Linked DNA regions of Gossypium arboreum: region 1 is linked to region 2. The links are chromatin contacts, called in public Hi-C maps. All regions are on one chromosome and are shown on one strand. The core of a region is the stretch at or near the end of the contact, and the rest is flanking DNA. Distances in the headings are between cores, read along the strand shown. Region 1 holds the start of LOC108467309 (heterodimeric geranylgeranyl pyrophosphate synthase small subunit, chloroplastic). Region 2 overlaps LOC108467281 (serine/threonine-protein kinase STY46).

What was found. A called contact is a pair of places that touch in the nucleus more often than the background predicts.
Region 1: a Hi-C map of leaf shows a contact between it and region 2, with 2.0 times the contacts expected there. The contact joins the promoter of LOC108467309 here to the enhancer-like site in region 2. A contact is called at or near these places in 2 of 5 Hi-C or Micro-C datasets (both in leaf).

The regions. Positions count from the first base shown.
Region 1 is chr2:103,531,325-103,536,829 of ASM2569848v2, reverse strand. It overlaps LOC108467309 (heterodimeric geranylgeranyl pyrophosphate synthase small subunit, chloroplastic), which reads left to right and starts at 1,347. Exons shown (of 2, transcript XM_017767935.2): 1 at 1,347-1,951; 2 at 2,756-3,537. The coding sequence starts at 1,598. The coding sequence ends at 3,421.
Region 2 is chr2:103,448,382-103,454,491 of ASM2569848v2, reverse strand. LOC108467281 (serine/threonine-protein kinase STY46) reads left to right here. Exons shown (of 16, transcript XM_017767880.2): 8 at 549-724; 9 at 801-908; 10 at 1,369-1,442; 11 at 1,606-1,781; 12 at 1,963-2,058; 13 at 2,613-2,693; 14 at 2,781-2,834; 15 at 2,938-3,072; 16 at 3,258-3,873. The coding sequence ends at 3,338. Among protein-coding and RNA genes, the nearest start is that of LOC108467281, 7.6 kb to the left of the region's middle. Within about 2 kb of position 3,326, at least 2 of the 2 cell types and tissues checked have an H3K27ac peak or open chromatin away from gene starts, as enhancers often do. A contact at or near this core is called in leaf, where this site is marked.

The sequences.
Region 1 (5,505 bases), core at 98-2,597, 84 kb before region 2:
CGTGTCTAGTTGGGCGCGCTTTCTTACCAGTTGTATAGAAAGCACACCCAGCTGAATACGCTTTCACATACTCTCCTAAAAAACGATCGATTTCCTTAAATTTTCAAAAAATCAACCTATTTGACCAATAAACATTTTTTTTTGGCATATATAGCTAATTTAACCATTAATTCACTTAACTTACTAAATGAACAAAAGACACTAACTTATCCAATAAAAAATTATATCGATTATAATGGAATCTTATTTATGCTAATAATAAACCCCCAAAAACTATATAGTGTGGGTCAATAAGAGTGAGCAAATCTTGATTTGACTCAAATAAATTAAATTATTTTTTCAAATTTCTAGTTAAACGAATCGAGTTATTCGAGTTAATTTAATTTTTTTTTGAATTTTAATTTCGAATAAGTTTAATTTTCGAATTCAAATAATTCAAATAAATCAAATACCAAACTATAATATTTTATATTTTTACCCAAAACCCTCAACCTTTTTTACTTTCTCCCCAAAACTTTTACTCCTCTCCCATCCCACCCCCATCTACTCCAAACACATTTTTTCCCAAAAGTTTTTTGAATATTTTCTCCCGTTTACTTTCCCCAAAAATTTTATTCTCCCAACCTCATCTTTTTATTTTGCCCTAAACTTTTACTTTTTACCCTTTACCTTTAAATAAAAAATCATCCAAATTTTTTAAATCTAAATAGTAATAATTTTTAATTATTTCTGTCAATTTTTTAATTTATATCTACAATTTATATTATTAAATTAAATTTTACATTTTATACTATTTATATTATTGAATTGTTTAATCATATTAAATCTTTATAAATTTATGTTAAAATTAAATTATTGATGATACCATAAAATATTCGTGTTAAAATTTTATATTGGTATCAATTTCACATTTTATCTTTAAGATATATTTTATTAAAAATAACATTTTTATATTTAATATATTTTTAATTTCAAAATACATAGTGATAATAATTAGAAGATAATTGAAACAACTAAGTAAGCAAAGATGCTAACATAGTGACAATAATTAGAAGATAATTGAAACAACTAAATAAGTAAATATGCTAACTCATATATAAAAAATTAATAAATAAATTATGAGCATATGAAAGTTAGTAATAAATTTAAATATTTGATTCGAATTCTATCTTACTCGACTCGATTTATAAATATTTCAAATCAAGTTAGAATGATAAAATAAAATCAACTCGATTAATTCAAATTTTTTTAATTTAATTCAATCCAACAATTACCCTTAAAGTCAAAGATTAAATTGGCATGGACAAGATCCATTTTCTGGCAAAATGCCCTTAAAATTATAATGTGAAGATTGGACATATTCGAAATATGTGACTATGCTTCAAACTTCTGTACTCATTGTGAGTGCCTATTAATTTTTTCTTTTTCTTTGATCATAAACACTATCCTTTTGAGTTGCACTAGTAAATGGCTTTAATGGAGGAAATGGCTTCGTATGTCATAGTTGACTGACCTAACAAAATAAGTTTAGTTCATATAAAGGGAAAATTTCTACAATCAACTTTTACTGGAAAAAGGAAAAAGAGAGAGAGAAAGGATGGTTTTCTCAACGGTGTTAACATCAGTTCCAAATCTCTACCTTACCAGGAAACCCAAGGATATTCACATCCCAATTCGATGCCTATCGTCACCATCTGTATCAATTTCAAGTGAATCAAATTTGACCCAGTTCGATTTAAAGGCTTACTGGGCTACCCTTTATGCAGAAATCACTCAAAAGCTTGAAGAAGCAATCCCAGTGAAATACCCAGATCAGATCTATGAAGCTATGAGGTATTCTGTTCTTGCAAAGGGTGCTAAGCGAGCCCCTCCTGTTATGTGTGTGGCTGCCTATGAAATCTTTGGGGATAATCGACTCGCTGCTTTCCCTACTGCTTGTGCTCTTGAAATGGTTGCCTCCTCTTTTCCCATTTATCCAATTTCCTCTCTATTCACATGATTTGATCTGATTGTTCTTTAGTAACCACGCTTAGGTATCTGCTTTAAGGAATATGGTGTAAAACTTTGGTTGGATTACTTTATCTAGTTTTAATTCTATAAATTTTTATGAATCTTCCCTTTATGAAGCTCTAGTAGCTGCAGCATGTAATATCAAGCATTGGTTACTTTCTTCATAGAGTTTAATTTTTAGAGAATCAAAAACTAGAATTAGTGTTGATTATGAGAAAAGGTAACCTTTTCCCGAATGGTTTTTGGATTGTTTTTGAATGATTATATCAATGTTCAAATTAACATAAAATCTCACATGGAATGAGAATATAACCCTGGTGCAGTATACTTTTGAATTTGTGGTCCACTGAATTCAATCTTGGTTATAATTGATAAACAAATGGATCAGGATTTTATCATATTTATAACGAGAATCACTGTTTGACATTGAAGTAGGAAGAGTTATCTTTTTTTCTGAAGATTGCTGGGATTATGTTTGCGCAATATCATTTGCCTAAACTGAGTACAAAACTTAATTCAGAAATACAAGAAAAACAATTCATTGCTTTGTTAGAACACTCTTGAAGATTCACTGGCCATGGAAGTTTGTTTTAATATGTAGTATTCTTTGTTGCTAAATCAAAGAGATGTCTGCAAGTTGTTCTATTTAAACTGACGTTGTCTTTTATGTTGTCTGTATGTAGTTTAAATCGGTACCAGATGATCATAAGTGCAGGTTAGAACTGAACTTTTTTCATTTTTACAGGTTCATGCTGCTTCATTAATTCATGATGACCTTCCTTGCATGGATGATGCTCCAGAACGCAGAGGCCAACCTTCGAACCATAAGGTCTTTGGTGATGACATGGCGATCCTTGCTGGTGATGCACTCTTCCCTCTTGGCTTCCACCATATTGTCATGCATACGCCTCCTGAACTTGTTCCTGAATCCCGGCTCTTGCATGTGATTGCTGAGATAGCACGCACTGTGGGGTCTTCTGGCATGGCTGCTGGGCAGTTCCTAGACCTCAAAGGCGGCAACACTGTTGATTTTATCCAAGAGAAAAAATACGGTGCAATGGGTGAATGCTCTGCAGTGTGTGGGGGATTGTTGGCCGGTGCCAAAGATGACGAGATAGAAAGGTTGAGGAGGTACGGGAGAGCTGTGGGTGTATTGTATGAAGTGGTGAATGATGTTTTACTGTCAAAATTGACAGAAAAAGAAGGAACCGAGGGGCAGGAAAAGAAAGGTAAAGGTTATGTGAGCTTGTATGGGATCGAGAAGTCGATGGAAATTATAGAAGAGCTTCGAAGCAAGGCTAAGAACGAATTGGATGGCTTTGAAAAGTATGGTGACTGTGTGGCGCCACTCTATAGCTTCATAGATTATGCTATTAATAGAGGTTTCAATGTTAGTGACTTGAGTCAATGATGTGCTTTTTTTTCATGTTGGTGAATTTACATTGACGATTGCTGGTTATTGACCCGGTTAACATCAGTGTGTTTCTTGAAATTTTCTAAAATACATCATATGCAGAGGTACAAGAATAGCCATGTCAACTTCCTTTGTCTGAAATGGGCTGATGAATTTGCTTATAAGCCTTGCTATTATCTGGAAAAACCATTAACAGATCTTAAAAACCTCTTATAAAAAGGAAAAAGAAACAAAAGCATAGGGTTGACTTTCAGTATCAACTTGTTCTTTTGTAGGGTTTGTCCAAGCTCGAAGTTTGAACAAAAAGTATTAAGTTTAAAAAATGAGACAGATTTGAAGTAAAAATATTAAGTCTAAAAAATAAAACAGATTTAAAGTATGGATAGGGATTGGACTCTAGACTCTTAAGATTTGAAGTCATGTTTATAATGTGTTATTTTGTCCTTTTGTTTTATAATGTGTTGTGTTTTTTGGAGAATATTTTATAATGGTAATTATTTGATAAATTGTTGGTGGGGTTTTATAGATTTCACAGGATGTAATAAGTAACATATTTATTTATATAATTAATTTTTTTATTACACTCTATAATACATTTGTCAAACCCTTAACATGTTTGTGAAGTTTTTTCTAATGGCGTGGTATTAAATAATTTTCTATTTTATAATCAGCTAAATTGTTTATGTTTAGAAATTTAATGGAAATATATATAGAACAAATAATATAGACGAACTTAAAAGGGCTTGGATTGATTGCTTAAAAGATTAAATTACCCTCAAATAATATAAATTTATTTTAATTATAGAAGAGCATTTTGTAATTTTCTAATTGAGTTGGTGAACCAGTTGAGGGTAACAACTCAATAAAACACTTAATAAATAGTAAGTATATAGATAGATACACAAATCTATGAAAATTTAGAACACGGATATAAGTTATTAAAGTTTCAAATAAAAATTAAAAATTGCTTTAGTTCAAATGGTAAATAAAAATGTTTTATATGCATTGTGTTCTTAGTTCAAATCTTATTAAGGATAATTTTGTATTGATTTATAAGAATATAAGAAGACAAAAACACTCACATTATCATATAACTTTGCAAACACAACCGGTTTTTGGTTATTCCCTAATTGAGTTGGGACTCGATTGATGGGAAACACCAACTTAGTAAAAGATTTAATAAATAGTATACAAGTATCAATACACAAATTTGGTGAGAGAAAACACTTTATGTTAAAAGTTAACTTTTTACTAAAATTTATTTATTATTGCTGTAATAGTAAAAAAATTGTTTATAACTTTTATTAAACACAAGTTAAATCCCTATACATGTTAATTTTTACTTCTTTTATTTAAAAACTATATAAAAGTATGAAAACACAAAAAGGCCATCAAAATAATAATAATCATTTAATAAAAGGGATGGTAATAATTTCCTAATCGAGTTGGAATGCAGTTAAACCGTAACATTAACTCAATCAGGGGTTCTATTAATAACATATATATTATTAATACCATGCATGAGTCTAGCTTGGCTCATGAACACCTCTAAGTATAGGTAAATGTACTGAGCATGTCCTATTTGTTATACATCAGTAATCATCGACCCGAGTCCTAGAAAGGATCTATCTCGACTTGTGACCCAGATAGGTCCCACTAAAAGATTGAGTGTGAGGCAAACCACGAGAGGACATCAAAGCGAGCTCGTGGACCCAGCTTGCAAGGTAAAGCCAAGGATCCAGCTCGCAAGGCTAGGCCGCAGATCTAGCTCGTAGAAACCCAAATATGGCTACAGTCTCAGCTGATATACACCTAATGAGCTTGTAGAAAGGACCACGTGCTCTGCAGGCCACCCAAACACGTGTCTAGCAAGCATAGAGCCCACTCAGAATGTTAGTCCTAAGAACAGAAAGGACCACATGCTCTGTAGACACGTACCCAGCAGACCTAGAGTTCGCAGAGAATGACAGTACTAGGGACAAATAATGTCAGTACTAGAGGCAGCAAAGTCAAGACAAAATAGTGGATCCCTATCATGAGCTGTAATAGCATCTATAACAATATGTATAAATACCCGAACA
Region 2 (6,110 bases), core at 2,077-4,576:
CTAGCTTTTAAAGTGGAGCACTGCAGGATAATACTTGCAAAAGTTACTCAGCTGTAAATAGGCCTAGGCCTTTCTATTACTTGAAATGTTTCTAATTTTATGATAAAATGATAAAATTATAAAATTTTTATTTTCATGGATCATAACAACCTTCTGTTGCTCTTCACCGGAGATTTATGCCTGTTGAATGGTCAACTAATTCTATGTAGGTTAATAATGGCATCCTTGGTGGTTGAAAATAATACTACAGTCTTAATATTTTGAAACTAAGCCCCTATTGAGCTCTGTCCCCTGTGCCCTCTTCCTTTGTTTACGTTAGTGGGCATCAAATCCTAATTGGTAAATATTTGTCTTCTAATCTGAATAAGCATTTTGGATGTGTTCCATGCTTTCCGCTGACAAGTGATTGGTACAGTGTAAATGCTGAAATGCTTAATGTGTATAGAGAAATGAACATTTTTAATGTGAAAGTTATAATTTATCTGCTAAAAGGTTGGCCTATATTATGAGCAACTCAAACAGACTTTCTTTCAATGGGTTTTCTGCAGAAGCAATCTTGGCTGAAGCAACATTCCTTTTCTCCTAAGAGGGACAATGAGAAAATGGGGACCAATGCTTATCAGAATTTTGTGGCAATTCCTAATGATGGGACCGATGTTTGGGAAATTGATCCTAGACACTTGAAGTTTGAAAACAAAGTTGCATCTGGGTCATATGGGGATCTGTAAGTGAAATAATTACTTTCTGATGCAGGTTTCTTTTTGAAGCTTCAATACAATTGCCTTTTTTTTCTGTTTCAGGTATAAAGGTACTTACTGTAGTCAGGAAGTGGCTATTAAGGTCCTCAAGCCAGAGCGTTTAAATACTGATTTGCAGAAAGAGTTTGCCCAGGAAGTTTTTATCATGAGGTTTGCGCTGAAATGTCTTGATGAATTCTAAATTGTGCTCCCTACCCTCCCACCTCCTCCACAAAAAAGAAAAGTAAAGTCTGAAGTGGTAGTTTTCCCCAAGTTATCCTCAATTTGTTGAATATTATAATCTGAAGTCAAGAGGTATCTTTGTTTGTTGTTTGAATGCCATATTGACTCAGATCGGTGATCAACTGATAATTGTAGGCTTCTCCAGTTGCTGCGTGTTTCTTATTTATTTTTAATACTTCATGTATTCTTATAGAAAGAAAACCAGTGAAACTCATGCTAATTTACCATAGCAAGTAGCCGCTTTGGGTTTTAATGTCTTTGATCGGTTTTCTCACTTTTAATTCTTCCATCATGAAATCCACATAATTTATATTTTATCAAATAGAGTTCTACTTTGTTCCAGGAATAATCTATTCTGTTAATCAACAATTTTACTTCAAATTTGCAGGAAAGTTCGGCATAAGAATGTTGTACAATTTCTTGGTGCATGTACCCAGCCTCCTAACTTGTGTATTATTACAGGTGTCCTACCGATTCTCTATTGTCTTTTATTAATTTGATGAAAGTGAGATTTATGAATATTTCTATCTCTTTCTCTCTCTCTCTCTTTGTTTTTCTTTTGTAATTGAAAGAAAATGCTAATGCCAGTTTTCTTTCTGTCTTTTCCTTTCTTTTCTCTTTATAGAATTTATGTCTGGCGGAAGTGTATACGACTACCTTCACAAACAGAAGGGTGTTTTCAGGCTTCCATCGTTGCTTAAAGTTGCAATAGATGTTTCTAAAGGAATGAACTACTTGCACCAAAATAATATAATCCATAGGGATCTGAAGGCTGCTAATCTTCTAATGGATGAAAATGAAGTAAGATTCTTATAGTTGCTAAAGTTTATACATTGAGTTGAATTAAGCTTGTCTCTAATTATTCCTTTCCTTAAATCTTGCTTGAGAACAATCTCTCCTATAAACATGCCCTTTCTATAATTTATTGTGGTCAAATTAAATGCTAGCTTGATAAAAATTCTAATACAGGTTTGCCTTACAGGTGGTTAAGGTTGCTGATTTTGGGGTTGCTAGAGTGAAATCTCAATCTGGAGTTATGACAGCTGAAACTGGAACATACAGATGGATGGCTCCTGAGGTGAGCTCCTATCACAAAAGCTGTTAGAAACTGTTCCATGAATATCCCTAAACTTTCCTTCGGGTGTCTCGTGAAATATAAAAAAAGAAATGAAGATACAGCATTATAAGCATTAAGCAGTGTATAACTTTCTAGAAATGTGGTTTGGTTTAAGGAAGCTAGCTGATTCACTCAGTTAATTTCCATTAAAATTAAAATTAGAGAACTTAAGTACTTGATGAACCATGATGTAAGTTGTATTCTTTATTTGCTTTTTTTAACCCAAGTTTAAATCTAAGCAAAGAGTTTAGCCTCTTTTTTTATTCCAGTAAGTTAAAGTGTATTGACTGTTTTATTTGCCTCTTTATTGTCTTCACTTGTGTTTCTTTATCATGATTAGAAAGGAAAAAGGGTTTAATCTTGGTCAGTTTGTTCTCTTTACTCATTGTTGCTTTATGTTCCTCTTTAAAAGTAAATTGGTAATTGCATTAATCCGTTTGAGTTGAGATTATCATTCATCCTCTAATTGATTGTTCATCTGCTCATTTTCTTACCACAGTTCTTTTGTTTTGAAGGTTATTGAACACAAGCCATATGATCACAAGGCTGATGTTTTTAGTTTTGGAATCGTATTATGGGAGTTGTTAACCGGAAAGGTATTTCTCAGTCACTATCTTTTGTTTAATATGTTCAGGTTACATACATGAAGATGTCTGATGGTTTGTTTTTGTTTGCATTTGCAGCTTCCATACGAGTACTTAACCCCATTACAAGCTGCTGTCGGAGTGGTTCAAAAGGTATGCCTACTGTCTCTATCATCGACAAGGAAAGTCATTGGAGGATTATTTTGACAGTGCTTAGACAAATAGTAATCACTCTATTTATTCATATTGATTCTAGAATCTACGTCCTACAATTCCAAAGCACACTAACCCCAAGCTGGCTGAACTGCTTGAGAGTTGCTGGCAACAAGATCCTGCACTAAGACCTGATTTTTCTGAAATTATAGAGATTTTACAGCAAATTGCCAAGGAGGTTTGTTTTCATATTCTCCATTCAACTTATTTTATTTTCACAAATTATTCACCTGCGTCCAATGGCTCGACGACATACACATGGTTGTTTGCTCAGTTTTTGCCATTTTGTGCTTATATTGTTTTAAAAGCCTTTAATATGAACATCTATGTCAGATTTTTACGGTGGATAAATTTGCAAAACAGGTAGGAGATGACGGTGAAGATCGACGTAAGGAGAAATCTTCAGGAGGATTTTTGTCGGCCCTTAGGAGAGGCCACCATTAAAGTAAAAGACCAAGATATGTTTATACAGTGATATGTCGGCCGGGCCATTCCCACCATTTTCATCAACACTGTACAGTAATTCTTTTTTTTTTTTTTCCTTGTTTCCCCCATGATTTATGGTCGTCTAAAACAATGTCCATTCTTCTGCCTGCCGCCATTCCTATTCGAAGATAAAAAGAAAGAATTGCATTTTGTAGATTTGAATTCGTTGAATCCTGTTTTAAAAGTAATTGCATGATCTAGTTAGGACAAATTTTGGGTTCAATGTGATTCTCTTTATTGAAAAATTGACCTTGTTTTCGGAGCTACTAAATCGGCATTAGATCATTGTAAAACGTAGACTCGATTTGCAATTTGCTCCACTCAAAGGGTATTTTTCCTTTTTTATTTTTCCATACAATTGCTTTTATTTATTTTGTTAAATATATGTTTTGGGGAATATTTTGTATATGTATTTTAGCTTTGTTGTTGGGTTGACGTTATTGTTATTGTAATAATTTAGAGAACATGAATGTGGTATATTTAAGAGCATAAAGTATTGCATGAAAAATGTAACAAACATAACTAATGGTGGGATTTTCTTTAAATATGGAAAATATAAAACACTGTTCCATGTTATATTACATTTAAGAGTGTTTTATAAAATTGAGTAATTAATATTGAATTTAAATTATAAAATATGTTTTATATATTAATATTGTTTAATAAATATAAAAGGTAATAATTAAAAATCTATATTCAGTGATAGATAGATCTCTATAAACTTATCATTTCTTACAAATTTTTTTATAGAAAATATCTTTCATTAATTTTTTTAATTATAGGTTACCCGAATGTGGCTAAAATTAATTCACTAAAATATTAAAATTAAATTCTATTATGTCATTAATATATTAAAAATAAAAATTTGATAAATAACCGTTTATTTATATTTTGTTGCTCGGAAAGCAGCTCGATACTCCACGACTTTTATGTACCGTTGAAGTTTTCACAAAAAATTCAATTTATTTAAAAACTAAAACTAAAAAATGAAATATTGTATTTTATATTTAAAAATTATTTTTATTGGTTATATTTTAATATTTTCTTTCAATATTTGTGTACTATGAATTGATATGACAACAGGGCAAATTAGGTTAGTGTTTTTTTCTCACCCTAACCCCTACTCAACTTTTATTTTTGTATATTCCAACTTTTGAGTTTCGAATTTTATATAATACTTTCGTCCCACTTCAATTCTAAAATTGTAACGACTTGATTTTCAGTAATATCGAAAAATGCGATTTTAGAATTTCGTTTTTGTAAATCGAGTTTGTAAATATTAATTAGAGATATTTATGGAGTTTGAATATTGATGAATCGATATTTGGTTAGACAAATTATTTGAAAATGTGGTTAATTAAAGTCTAGAAACTAAATTGTAAAATTTTGATAGCTATAGATTTTTAATTAGGATAAATGTTGGAGGCTTAAATAGTAATTATCCAAATGACTAAAATGGCTAATAAACCAAATTAGAAAAATTGTTAGTGGATAATGATGAAAGGTGTCTATTAAATTAAGATAATTAGTTATTAAAGTTTAATTAATTAAGATTAAGATAATTAAACTACTTTAATTACAATTAAACCACACTATATGAACCAAATTAAGTGGAGAAAAGCTTTCATCTTCTCCACATTAACTGTCCACCATAGCCTAGAAGAACAGAAGAAAGCTTCAACCTTATTTTAACATTTGACCCTTAATTTCAAGTAAGTCCCTAGCCACTTTTCTTTGATTTTAAGGGAAATTGAATCATTGAAACTTTATTTAACTAGCCTATGTACCGTAAAACTTTTAAAGTTTTTGAAAGTTTCCATTGTTGGGATATAGATGAATTTGGTGTGAAATTGATAGAAATTAAGCTTAATTATTAGTTTCGTACATTAGGAACCAAATTGAATAAATGCAAAACTATTATGAAATTTTGGTAGGAATAGAAAGTAGGTCCTTAATGAATATATGTGAAATCGAATTTTAATTCGACGCTTTAGACATAAATTTATGCTTGTTTCGGGTTTAGGGACTAAATTGAATAAATTATAAAATATATTTTATAATGCCCTTACCCGACCCGATTGCCAAGTTCGGATATGGAGTGTTACAATTGAACTGGTCTGATCTAATACTTTAGCTAGAAAATTTGCCAAATGTCTATTACTTTACTTTGAATGGTTTTTACAATAGGAACTTTACGCCAAATATCATTTGACTACCCTGGAATTCTAAATTCTAAGAAAAGCTACTTAATTACATAATATCTAACCCTGACGAAGCCTCTGAAATTACCCTTTTCTATGGGCATGACACTATACTAACGATAATCTTCGATCTATCACTGTCTGGCTTGGTCCCTCATCAAGATCCTTAATCTCCCATCGAGTCCTGCAACATAGGCCAAAATTCTGTAAGTTCAAAAGAACTTAGTGAATTTCTCCACTACATTGCTCAAAAATAGACCCTATCATGCAGGAGTAGTAAAATGAAAAAAAACCCAACACGTTTAACTCCCTGATAATTTAGGACGGTTTCTCTCAATCTAGGATGGAAGACTTTGATTCATTTCCCGAGCTCGTCTATTGGCAGATAAATCGATAAGTGATCTTCTCCAGGTAGATCCTATTGCCATCTAATTGGATTTGGTAATTTTTTCAAATGTCTCGCAATAATTGCGAACTCTTCATTTTTTCGCCTACATTCTCTCTTTCTCTATATACTCATAAGGTTGTC